Regions from separate parts of the Rattus norvegicus genome. Here regions 1 and 3 are each linked to region 2. A link is a contact called in public Hi-C data. All regions are on one chromosome and are shown on one strand. The core of a region is the stretch at or near the end of the contact, and the rest is flanking DNA. Distances in the headings are between cores, read along the strand shown. Region 1 holds the start of Sgtb (small glutamine rich tetratricopeptide repeat co-chaperone beta). Region 2 holds the start of Erbin (erbb2 interacting protein). Region 3 overlaps Nln (neurolysin).

Region 1 (3,559 bases), core at 164-2,663, 200 kb before region 2:
GGAACAACACATCTAGTTAAGCCTCTCAACCAAATATTCTGATTTTGTTATTAAAATCACAAGCTTTGGGCTGTAACCATTTTAATATTTCTTTACAACGATAACACAAAGAATAGGTGCCTACCTTCCAAACTTTCTTGTTCATCAGAAGTGTAAGCATCCATCTGGCTTTGTTCCCGCAAGAAACGAATAACTGCATAAACTAGGGGCTTCACAGATGACATTTTAGATGCCTAAATACCTCCTTGATTAAAAAAGAAGGAAATATCAAGGGTCATCCACTCTTGCTAAAAGCAATAAAAGCAAAAATATTCATTACCTTGATGACTTTACTCTCTTTAAAGCCTCAAGAAAGCACAAGTTGTTACAATAATGTATTCCACATGTTCATCCAAACCCAGCTCTACTAAGCTATGTTAAAGCTTGCATCAGTAAAATAGACAGATTTTCAGAACATGGGTAGCAAAGCCTAGAGCTCACCGTGTCTTAACAATGTATATGACATAGATACAAAAAGTATAGTTGTGCAGACATATGGAGAATCACCCTTGAAAGGCCTCACTTCTGAGTTGAGGGAGATTTCGTACTGCTGACTCAGAATGTGAGCCACAATGAGCATCTTTATTCCAAGAGATTTTTTTAAATGTATTAATCATTTATACTCCACTACTTTTGTAGGTTGAGAGTTACTTGCTGACAACAAGGCTCTGTGGAAAGGTTATTCAACCATTGAGGGTTATTGTTAAAAACCGGCGTTTCTATTTAGTCAGCACACCGCTCAGAAATCACCACCTAACCCGACAGATAGTACAAACCGATCTGCCCCTGCCTGCAGTAGCTGTGCTCTCGTGGACAAGCTGGAAGCTCCTGACCGCGTTCATTCACATGGAATACTATGCATCCAAACAGTGGCGCAGGGCCAGGTGGCATTAATGGCTTATTTCCACTCAATCGTATCAGCAATCTGCTCCCCGGGATCCCTAATTCACAGCCAGGGTGTGGTACCCGCCGCTAGGATGTTTATTAGCTTTGTACTTCTTTTAAAGGAGAATCCAGTCTCTAGGCCAAAGAGGTTATTACACGTACTGAGACTAAGGAAGGACCCGAGGCAAAAGAAGGAAACAGAATGGGGGATGGAGGGGGGAGCTGTCCAACCTCCTCCAAGCTTCCCCTCCTACATCTCCAATCACATCCACCTCCCACCCCCATGGTTCCCCCACTGCCGAACCCCGGCTTTTCCTCAGCCCAGACCGTGTTTGCAGGGGGCGCACGGTGCAGGCCTCCAACTGGGGCTGCGGGAGACTCACCCTTTCCAGATAGAAACCCCCTTACCAGCTAAGAGAGCACGAGATGACGGCTGCGGGCCCGGGGGCGTCGGGAAGCGGGTCCGCCTGCCCCCGCGGTCCTCGGAGCTTGAGGGGTGCTCAGGATCGCAGATGGGGCCACGTCTCCCAAACTTCCCCGGCTCCAACGCTGCCGCCGCCCCCTCAGCCCACCCGGCTGCTCGCTAGGCTCTCGGACCACAGGGCTTGCTGGATCCGCCCCAGGGGCGGAGCGGGGCACGGAGGGGTGGGGTGGAGGCGGGGCAGGGTGAGGGGCGGGGCGAGGGACTCGGGGCGGGGCCGCCCCGGGGACGGAGCCGGATGCGGGGCGGGGCGAGGGGCGGGGCCACGGCGTAGGCGTGGGCCTGAAGCACGTGGGAGGGCGCTGGCAGGACTGACGGCCTCCGTCTCGAGATCTGGTCTCCTCGGCTTGGCCCACTCCTGGCTTCCGGGCCCGCAGACACCACCGCCTGCCTCCTGCACCTACAAGCGGGAGGACGACGCGCCAGCTGCTGCCGGCCTCCCGGCGTGCCCATGATCACCCTGTGCCTTTCGACTCTGCGAGGCCTCCACAGGTACTCCAGTGGGCGGGTTAATCTTGATCGTGGGCAGGGTGGGGTCGTGTGTCCGCGAATGGCGTGGGGCCTGGTATAGCCCTACTACACCCACCCGTGATGCCCCTAGGACTGTCCTTTCCCTCTGCCTGCTTGATGGACTCCGTAGGGACACCTGGTGCTGCAACCTGGGGCCACCTTTCCCTTCCCTCAGGAGGCCATCCTTTCCCCTTTGTTTGAGATTGCTTCAGCCGCAGTCTGTGAGAGTGGTGGTTGAGAGACCCAACCCAAAAAATAGGGAAGGATAGGCCGACGCGCCCTTCAGAACTGCAGACCTGATATAGAAAGTGCCGCAGCTGTGGACTCCAGAAATAAAGCATTTCCGCATGCACCTCATGCACTTGTTAGCGGTCCAAGCGTTTAGTATACACCCGAGACCGCTGTGGTTTTGGTACTTATTTCCGTCCTTGCTTTCTAACTTCGTTTTTATTTCCCTCCTTCCTTAAAACATTCGGTCTCTTAACCTGGCAAATTGACTTGGCCCAGAATTGTTGCTTGGACACGGTTCGGGGTATCCTAGGCCGCTGCTTTGAACTGCTTCTTAGCGCTCTAACCACACCCCTCTGTAACAGACCAGTAGCAAAATGGTGAGAGAATTAAATTCTTTGCACGGATATGCCGGTTTTCGGGAACAAAGCCGCCATCACCCCCTGTTGCCAAATCTGCCTTACACTGAAAATGAAAGTTCACTGTTTTGAACCGTCAGCATTTCTGCTTTTCGTGATTTTCTGTTGTGCTTTGCCACTCATCTGCGTGGATCTTTGTGTTCCTTAGTGCACCCAGGGGACAATAGTGATTCTGAAGAGGTCACCTGATGCCTGTGACTATGATTTGAGCAGGCTTTGTTGTTTTCTGGTCCTCAGGCTGGAAGTGGTAGAGCTGTCAAATGAAGCTATCCCTGGAAATGAAGTTCTGTTTTTCACTCACTGGAAAAGCAAGAAGAGAGAATAGATTTCCATTATAAAGCAGCTAGCTTCTCTTATCTTAACTTTTTAATGCTGAGCCCCCTTTACCTTTAAAAGAAATTGCTGAAAACCTAGGAACATTAATTTTGTTCTTGCTGATTATATCTACCAATAGTTAACCATATGTAATTAAAACTGAAACGTTCATAAGAGATTAATGTTCATTGAATAGTAGTAATAAATAGATTATATGCATATTTTTCCATTTATCTTCTCAGTGGATGCTGGAGTGAATTAATACAAAATAGCTTGATTACCACATATACCTGTACATTTAAGCTATTTTTCCATTTATCTTCTCAGTGGATGCTGGAGTGAATTAATACAAAATAGCTTGATTACCACATATACCTGTACATTTAAGCTATTTCTCCATTTATTTTGCTTTTTTTTTTTTTTTTGCTTTTTTTTTCGGAGCTGGGGACCGAACCCAGGGCCTTGCACTTGCTAGGCAAGCACTCTACCATTGAGCTAAATCCCCAACTCCTCTCCATTTTATTTTGATTTAAAAGGAAAAATCTTACTGCACATTCATATATACATAGAAAGAGAAGAATATTTTAATAGCTCTCTAAGGTAACCATTGTCGGTGTTTGAGGTCACACCTTTTTTTTTTAAAAGGGTGAGTTGCAGAGTGGAGTTGAGAGTGTGTGTACCA
Region 2 (3,414 bases), core at 802-3,301:
TATCTCTGTTCTCTCTTTCACTGAAAGCTGCTTTAGGGATCAATCTGATGAATTAGGTATAAATGACTACTGTTAAGGTTTAAAACATTACTTTTCCTAGGATTATGGCTTTGCTCTAGAGAAATAAAGCCGAGGGAATAAATGCAACAGACAGAATTTCAGGTGAGTTATGGCAACTTTTAGTCTGGGTGGTAGTTACAGTAGTCCCCAGCAGGAATTTACATTAAAAAAAGGCTAGGACCAGAGCAAGTTTTAACCTAGAGATGGGGTTTCATGTTATTTAGGCTGGGGTTAGGTTTATTTCAATCTATTGTACTACTCCCTTTCTTGCATGGTGCTGGGAATCAAACCCAGGGCATGGATTCTACTACTGAGCTACGTAGGGAATCACATCTAACAGGGTGTAAATCTACAGGATGCAGTAGTACTGGAATCCCAGGAGTCAACTGAGTTCTCACTGGATTGGAAGTTGCTTCATCCAGGACACTTCAGGATAGTGACCCTTTGATCACAGCCTTGCCACTGAGCTCTGATCAAACTCCAGACATTTTCTGAAGATGGTGTAAGACTTTCTCATGTCCGATGAAACGGTCTGTACAAATACATTGTTTTGTTCTTTTTTTAAAAATACACACTGGTTAAGATCCCTGTCAGTGTAAGTTAGATTCCCAAATTGAAATTACTAGATCTGCCATTCCCAGGGCTGTTGTCAAATGTTTTCAGAGGCCTGATACCACTGTCCTCTGTGCTAAGAATCTTATGTTCGTGTTAATACTAGCAGTTTTGGGGGTAGCTAAAATGCTTCCACTTCGATTCAAAATGACTTGAATATCTTTGGAGTTATTCCAAGTATTCGTCTCTGGCGTAGAACTCACTTTAGTAAATAATTCTTTGGTGGACTTCGTGAACTCATTCCCTTGGATGCAAGCCAAAACTCATCTGTAAGGCATATAGCTTTTTATTCAAAGTTGGTGATGAATAATTATCTCTGGGCTACAGACGGAAGTACTGAACCAGTGGCTTGAAGGACCCAGAGGCTAATTACCATCCCTGTGCATAGTTAATACAGAAGAGTGGGGGTGGACGATGGTTTGCCCAGAATCTATTCCATTCCCTCGGGTAAAACAAGGATGTTCTGTCTGCTAACATACTTAAAGCAGTAACTGTAAAAACGGCAATGTTATGGTTGAAGCTTTCTAAGCCATATGTGTTGACAGAATGCTTAAGTCTCTCTCTGCAATAAACGCAAACCCTGCCAGGCAGAACTACCAGGGCCAGCGCGACTGAACGACTGCACGCCCGAAAGCGTAGGGGCTGGAAGGCTGCGCAGCGCTCGGAGTGCATCCAATGTTTCCTCTAACAAAGGCACCGTCTTGAGGCAATTTCGCGGGCCCCGCTCCCCTTCCCAGCACCAGCTTTGTCTCCTCGGAGGGGCCCCAGGCGCGTCGCCGCTTCCAGCAAGCTCGGAGGCCGGCCCGGCGTGGAAAGAAGCTGCACGGAGCCGCGGCCGTGGTTTCCTGCAACCTGAGCGTGCCATTAGAGGATGTCGGAGTGCTGCGGCTGAAAGAGATACCTGCTGCCTGGAAATCGGGGCTGCACTTGAACAACCTCTTTGCACCAATTACGATCGTACAAAGAAACTCGATCGGCCGGGGCGGCGGAGGCCTCGCGGGGTCGTACGGGGGAGCTCGGCGGGCCCGGCCTCGGGGGGCGGGCCTCCCGTCGCGCGCCTCCCAGCCAGCCCGCGGCCCCCGGCCCGCGCCCCCCGCCGCCGACGTCGGGCGCGTAGACCCCGTGCGCGCTGACTGGCTCGCGCCGGCCTTCGCCCGGCTGTGGGCGGTTGGGGCGCCCCCGCGGGAGGCCGCCCCGCCCCCGCCGCCGCCGCCGCCCCCGCCGCCGCCGCCGCCGCCGCCGCGCGCAGCCTCGGCCCCCTAGCCGCCGGGGCGGTGGCGCTGTTGCCGCCGCGGCCTGTGAGGCAGAAACTCCCTCCACCCCGGTCCGGCCCGGGTCCGCCTCCTCCTTTCTCTCCTCCGCCTCGCCTCCCCTCTCCGTCTCCCGCTCGAGTGAAGGTGGCGCGGCGGCGCGCGACGCAGCCTCGGCCCCTGGCGCGGGCCCGCGAGCTCCTGAGGAGACCGCGCCACCGCGGCTGCGGGGAAGGAGAACCGGGGAGAGCGCAGGGACTGCGGCGGGGAGACTGGAGGGTTAGAGCGGGAGTGGCAGAGACCGGGCCGGCCGGTCGGACTGCCCGACCGACGGTCGCCTTCCAGCCTGCGCGGCCGGTCGGCTCCGGCTCGGGGCGGCGGGGGCCGGACGGGCGCAGGGTGCGGCCGGCGCACTCGAGACAATACCCGCGCGGCGCGGCTGTGGGGGCGGAGGCCTAGTGCGGCCCAGGCCAGCGGAGCTCCGCGTCCTCGCCCCCGTGGGCCGCGCAAGGTCCCGCGGCTCGGGGCGGGCGCCGTCCCCTCCCCCTCGGCGGCGCGCCGCCCCGGGGTTCCGGGTTCCCGGGCACCGAGCTGGATCCTGCTTTTCACCCAGGCAGGAAGTGAGTTTCGCACGGCAATTCCGGGCGGTGTCACGAGTGAAAAGTTTTTTCCTTCGGCGGAGAACCTAGACGAGGCTGGGAAACTCCTGACAGAAGTCGCAAGCAGGAAGCCAGCCCGCACCCCAGCCCCCACCGAAGCAGCCGCGCTGCTGCGGGCGGCAGCTCCACATCCGCCTAGTCCTCGCGGGAGCCTCGGCGGGGCCCGGAGCCACTGAGGAAGGGCAGGAAACCATGTCAAGCCGAGCCTCGGGACGGCTGCCCTGAGACACCCGGAGAGGTAATTTTTTTTTTACGGGAAGCGTCCAGCCAAGTTCGTGGGCCGGAAGCGACGGTACTTTAGTCTACCTCGCTCTGCCCGAGTTGTCTGACTTCTTTCTCCCTGGTCGGAATGCCTTGTCGTTTTAGCAACTGAATAGTAAAACTGATTTACCCCCTTGCCCCGTCTACCGTCTGGATTCCTTTCTTTTTAAGATGGGGTTGTAAGAATGTGGTGGGACGAAAAGTTTTTCAGCCGTCGGAAGAAAGAGTTCCTTTGTTGAGCATAAGGGCCAGAAGTTTTAGTGTTCCGGGACGTATACAATGTATATCAAGTTGCTGAGTCTGGCAACTTTTGTTTCGGAAGAAAGTTAAGTCTCGCTGCGGGGAGAGACTGATTCGCTCTCACTGAGATGGCTGCCACATTTGTTTATGTTGGTGTGGATTGTTTTGGTTTTCGCGTTAATCCTACATGGAGGTCGTTTTAAGGCACGTCTTTTTCTTTGGACTTAAGAAACTGCCTGCCTGCCATTCTCGATTGCTTTTTCTGGACGGCCAAGGAACTACTTGTAGTAAGTCATGCCTTCTTTTCAGTCCGTAGCTTACAGTGCTTGTTT
Region 3 (3,599 bases), core at 27-2,526, 190 kb before region 2:
CCCTGTGGCCAGGCCTTGCCTGATAAATTATTAAGACACTTTTTACTAGAAAAACTGCTTGCTCTGGTGCTCTGTGGTCCAGGCCACCTTCTCGTGGGCCACTTACTGAACATAAGATAGAAATCTTTTCATGTTTGTTTATATTAAATGTCTAGAGCCTGTGATCAAGACTGTATCATAGACAAAATAAGAGAAAATCAGGCAATTATCTTGTTACTTATTTCTTAGAACCTGAGTTTTTCTCTTTAATTTATTATAATTTTAAAATATGAACTAATATGGAAGTTCTCTTTTTCAATCAACAACTGTCTCACATATTTTCTTGCATTTCATAGTCTTTTTTATATGACCATAAGTAGTTTCTAACATTTTTTTTATTCTCATGGTTTTTAGAAAAGATAATTTCAAAGAATCTCTTAATTATTTATAATAAAGTTTGAAAACAAACTTTTCTATTAAATTACAAATCCAAACTAATATTATTAATAAACTATCACCTATTAAAAAAATCAAAATCGGGGTTGGGGATTTAGCTCAGTGGTAGAGCGCTTGCCTAGGAAGCGCAAGGCCCTGGGTTCGGTCCCCAGCTCCGAAAAAAAGAAAAGAAAAAAAAATCAAAATCAACTTTTAAAGGGTTGAAACCCACCCTTGTCCATTTCTGCGGGAACGTTTGTGTGCTGCGCTCTACTTGTAAGTCCTTCCTAAAGAGGACGTGCACGCTCTGCTGCAGCAGGGGAAAGTGTTTTCACAGCACTTTTACTATCAAAGACCAAGGGAGCGATGGAGTTGGGGGAAGATCAAGACTGGCTAGAGGTACAGCTCCGAGTGGAGAGCTTGCCTAGTACACACAGGCCTCATTCACTCCCTGACACTTCAGAGGAGCAAAAGAGACCAAGCTCCAACTCTTAAAGTTACAGTATCCATTCTAGTCAGAGAATGTGATATACACTTGTTATAACAATAATGCTCAATGACAGAAGATGATGCGGCTGGGCATGAGGTCGCACACCTGTAACCACAGTACTCTGGGGCTGGAGGATTCCTGGGCCGTAGATCCAGACAGTGTCTCCCCATCACTGACAGACTAACAGAAATGTGACGGTGCCTTTGGGTTTATCAGGCGTCTCAGAATGAATGCCGGCATCAGGGTTGTGACCTTTGCTATGTTACCTTGATAAGAGAACTTTGAAACTCAATGTTTTCATGGTTTTTTCCCTAGTGCTGCCTGCCAGCCGCTTTTACCAGCTCCAAACAGTTCCTCTTCTATGCCAGCAGGTGGAAGCAGGAGCCGGGGAATGGCGGTGCCCTGCCTGCACTGCCCTGCTCTTCTGTGTGCCCCACTCCTCCTGGCACTGTTCTGATGGAGTCTGCCACTCCATTCCTGCTCTCCAGCCATTTGTCTGTGGCTCCATTACACTCTGAGATGGATACATGAAGGTCGTTGTCTCTTGTCGGTGTTGGTTTACTCCGTCACTGCAAAGCGCATGCTATACCCTGTGGTAGAATTAGAAAGAAAACATGTTTCTCCCCTGAGCCGGGTAGCAGCAGCAGATCAGACAGCCTTGCTCATGTATCTCCAGGAGAGCGTGCCTTCCTGGGTGCTAGTGACACTTTGGTATTCACACAGGTGGGAATTTACCTAATAGTAGGTACTGTGCCAGATACTCCATAGGGGGTTTAATTTTAAAATGAGGGCTTTTCCCCTAGGAAAAAAATTTTTTAAGAAAGGGATGTTTTATTTTGAAAAATATCATTACCAAATACATAGGTCAAATAAGCAGCTAGCATACAGATCCTAAACGGTCACAGAATTGTCCGTTAGAAGCAGCCAATGTGAGTAGCGTTTGCAGACTTAGAAGGTCCTCTGTAAATGCTGTTCAGAATGAAACTGGGATACTATAGGTCGATCCTGTTAGCTGTTTACCCACAGCAAATGATGATAAAAGTGTTATTTTATACAAGAGATGTAAAAAGAGAAAACCGAACTCTGGGGTTCTGTCCGTAGAGCAAGAGAGACGAACTTTAATTTCTTTCCAGAGTTAGCAGCTACCACCTTTTAATGTTGTTAAAAACACTGACTTTATTTTATGCGTTCTTGTGTGTGTCTGCGTATGTACATGTGCAGCACATGCAGTAAGGAGATCGGAGGGAGCCAGGGGATTGGCACCCCTGGAACTGGAGTTACAATTGTGTGCCACATTTGGGTGCTGAGGTCTAGACCTAGATCTCCATAAGAGCAGTAGCCACTCTCAACCACAGAGCCATTCTCCAGTCCCAGCTTTAGTAGAACCCAGCCTGTCCATCATCACAACCCACTGTATATCTGAAATGTCCAACCAATGCCCTGATGTGCATCCCCACCATGAGCTTTCTGAAACTATCTCTTAGAGGACCTCTGTTGAGTCCTATGTGAAAAGTAAATGTCTGTCTGTCTGTCTCCTTTGGTAGTTTGAGCAAGAGTTGCTGCATCATGGGAGCTCATTCTTACTGGTAGTTTATTGATTTCTAAGAACATGGACAGAAGCTTGCAAAGGGCAGCTGTCCGGGGCCCCCGCTGGAGTCGGTTTACCCTTAACCGAAAGCCGCTCAGGCCAAGACAGCCTGCTCTTCCTGGCTGGATGGAGGCTAAAGTGGGACTCTCCTCCTCAGTCCTGGCTGCAGTCCTTTGGGAAGGGCAGAGGTGACACATCAGACAACTAGTGTATATTTCTGCCCTTTAGCTTACTATTCTCTCCCTACTTAAAAGCAGGACGGTGCCCTAGTGAGGAGTTTGACATTTCCCTTCTGTGGGCTGTGGTTGCAGCATTCGTAGAGCAGAGTCAGGGGTGAGGCTCTTAATTTCTGTCCTGCAAAATGGAGTTGGTAAATACCCACCATTTAGCTTGTTGGGAAAATTAAATAAGAAGTTGCTTGTAAACCTATAACACAGTGTCTGTCTCTTAACAAATACGGAAGTTAATGGTACACTTCAGTCTGTATGGCCAGTTGAAAACTCAGTCAGACATTCTTGAGGATAAAACTTTATACCTGCTGCCATTGAGATGTCTGTGGGTGTGGAAGCCCTGAGAGGGGAAGGAGCAAAATGGAGAGAGAGAGAGAGAGAGAGAGAGAGAGAGAGAGAGAGAGAGAGAGACTGACTGACTGACTGACTGACTGACCAGGTTCAGCATCAGGATGAGTGAAGGATGAGATGCCACAAGAGGGACAGAGAAGTGTTTGGGGCACTGAGGAAATGGACCAGGGCTGTGTAGCTCAGGGATACAGAACCCACAGCACACACAGGCCCTTGGTTTGATCACCAGTACTGAAAAGGGATTAGACAATGACAGTAACTAATTTTAGAAAGAAAAGTGAAAAAGGAATATGGACAGAACCAGAAAAGCCACTTTCCAGGGCATATCCAGTGGGAGAGCAGGGAGAGACCAGAAGAGGCTATAAATGGGAGGTGTGTAGGGTATAAAGACTGAACCCCCAAAATTGACTTCTTTCCTTAGATGGAAAAAGGTAGAAATGGGTGTATTTGTTGTGCTTAATAACTTTCCTTATTAACTCAGAAAAAAACAAAAAACAAAAATGGCCTCTCTCCTCGTTAATTCCTC

The links. A called contact is a pair of places that touch in the nucleus more often than the background predicts.
Region 1: a Hi-C map of Schwann cells shows a contact between it and region 2, with 2.9 times the contacts expected there. The contact joins the promoter of Sgtb here to the promoter of Erbin in region 2. A contact is called at or near these places in 3 of 12 Hi-C or Micro-C datasets (Schwann cells, mammary epithelial cells and psoas muscle) and 1 of 1 datasets of contacts at active chromatin or transcription factors (oligodendrocytes).
Region 3: a contact with region 2 is called in a Hi-C map of liver, with 2.2 times the contacts expected there. The contact joins the enhancer-like site here to the promoter of Erbin in region 2. A contact is called at or near these places in 1 of 12 Hi-C or Micro-C datasets (liver) and 1 of 1 datasets of contacts at active chromatin or transcription factors (oligodendrocytes).

What each region holds. Positions count from the first base shown.
Region 1 is chr2:36,964,835-36,968,393 of GRCr8, reverse strand. It overlaps Sgtb (small glutamine rich tetratricopeptide repeat co-chaperone beta), which reads right to left and starts at 1,413. Exons shown (of 11, transcript NM_181629.3): 1 at 1,333-1,413; 2 at 125-244. The coding sequence starts at 224. It overlaps Nln (neurolysin), which reads left to right and starts at 1,822. Exons shown (of 13, transcript NM_053970.2): 1 at 1,822-1,897. The coding sequence starts at 1,857.
Region 2 is chr2:36,760,790-36,764,203 of GRCr8, reverse strand. It overlaps Erbin (erbb2 interacting protein), which reads left to right and starts at 2,051. Exons shown (of 26, transcript NM_001427815.1): 1 at 2,051-2,819.
Region 3 is chr2:36,944,953-36,948,551 of GRCr8, reverse strand. All of the region lies in intron 1 of Nln (neurolysin), which reads left to right. Among named protein-coding and RNA genes, the nearest start is that of Nln, 20 kb to the left of the region's middle. Within about 2 kb of position 1,276, at least 8 of the 93 cell types and tissues checked have an H3K27ac peak or open chromatin away from gene starts, as enhancers often do. A contact at or near this core is called in liver, where this site is marked.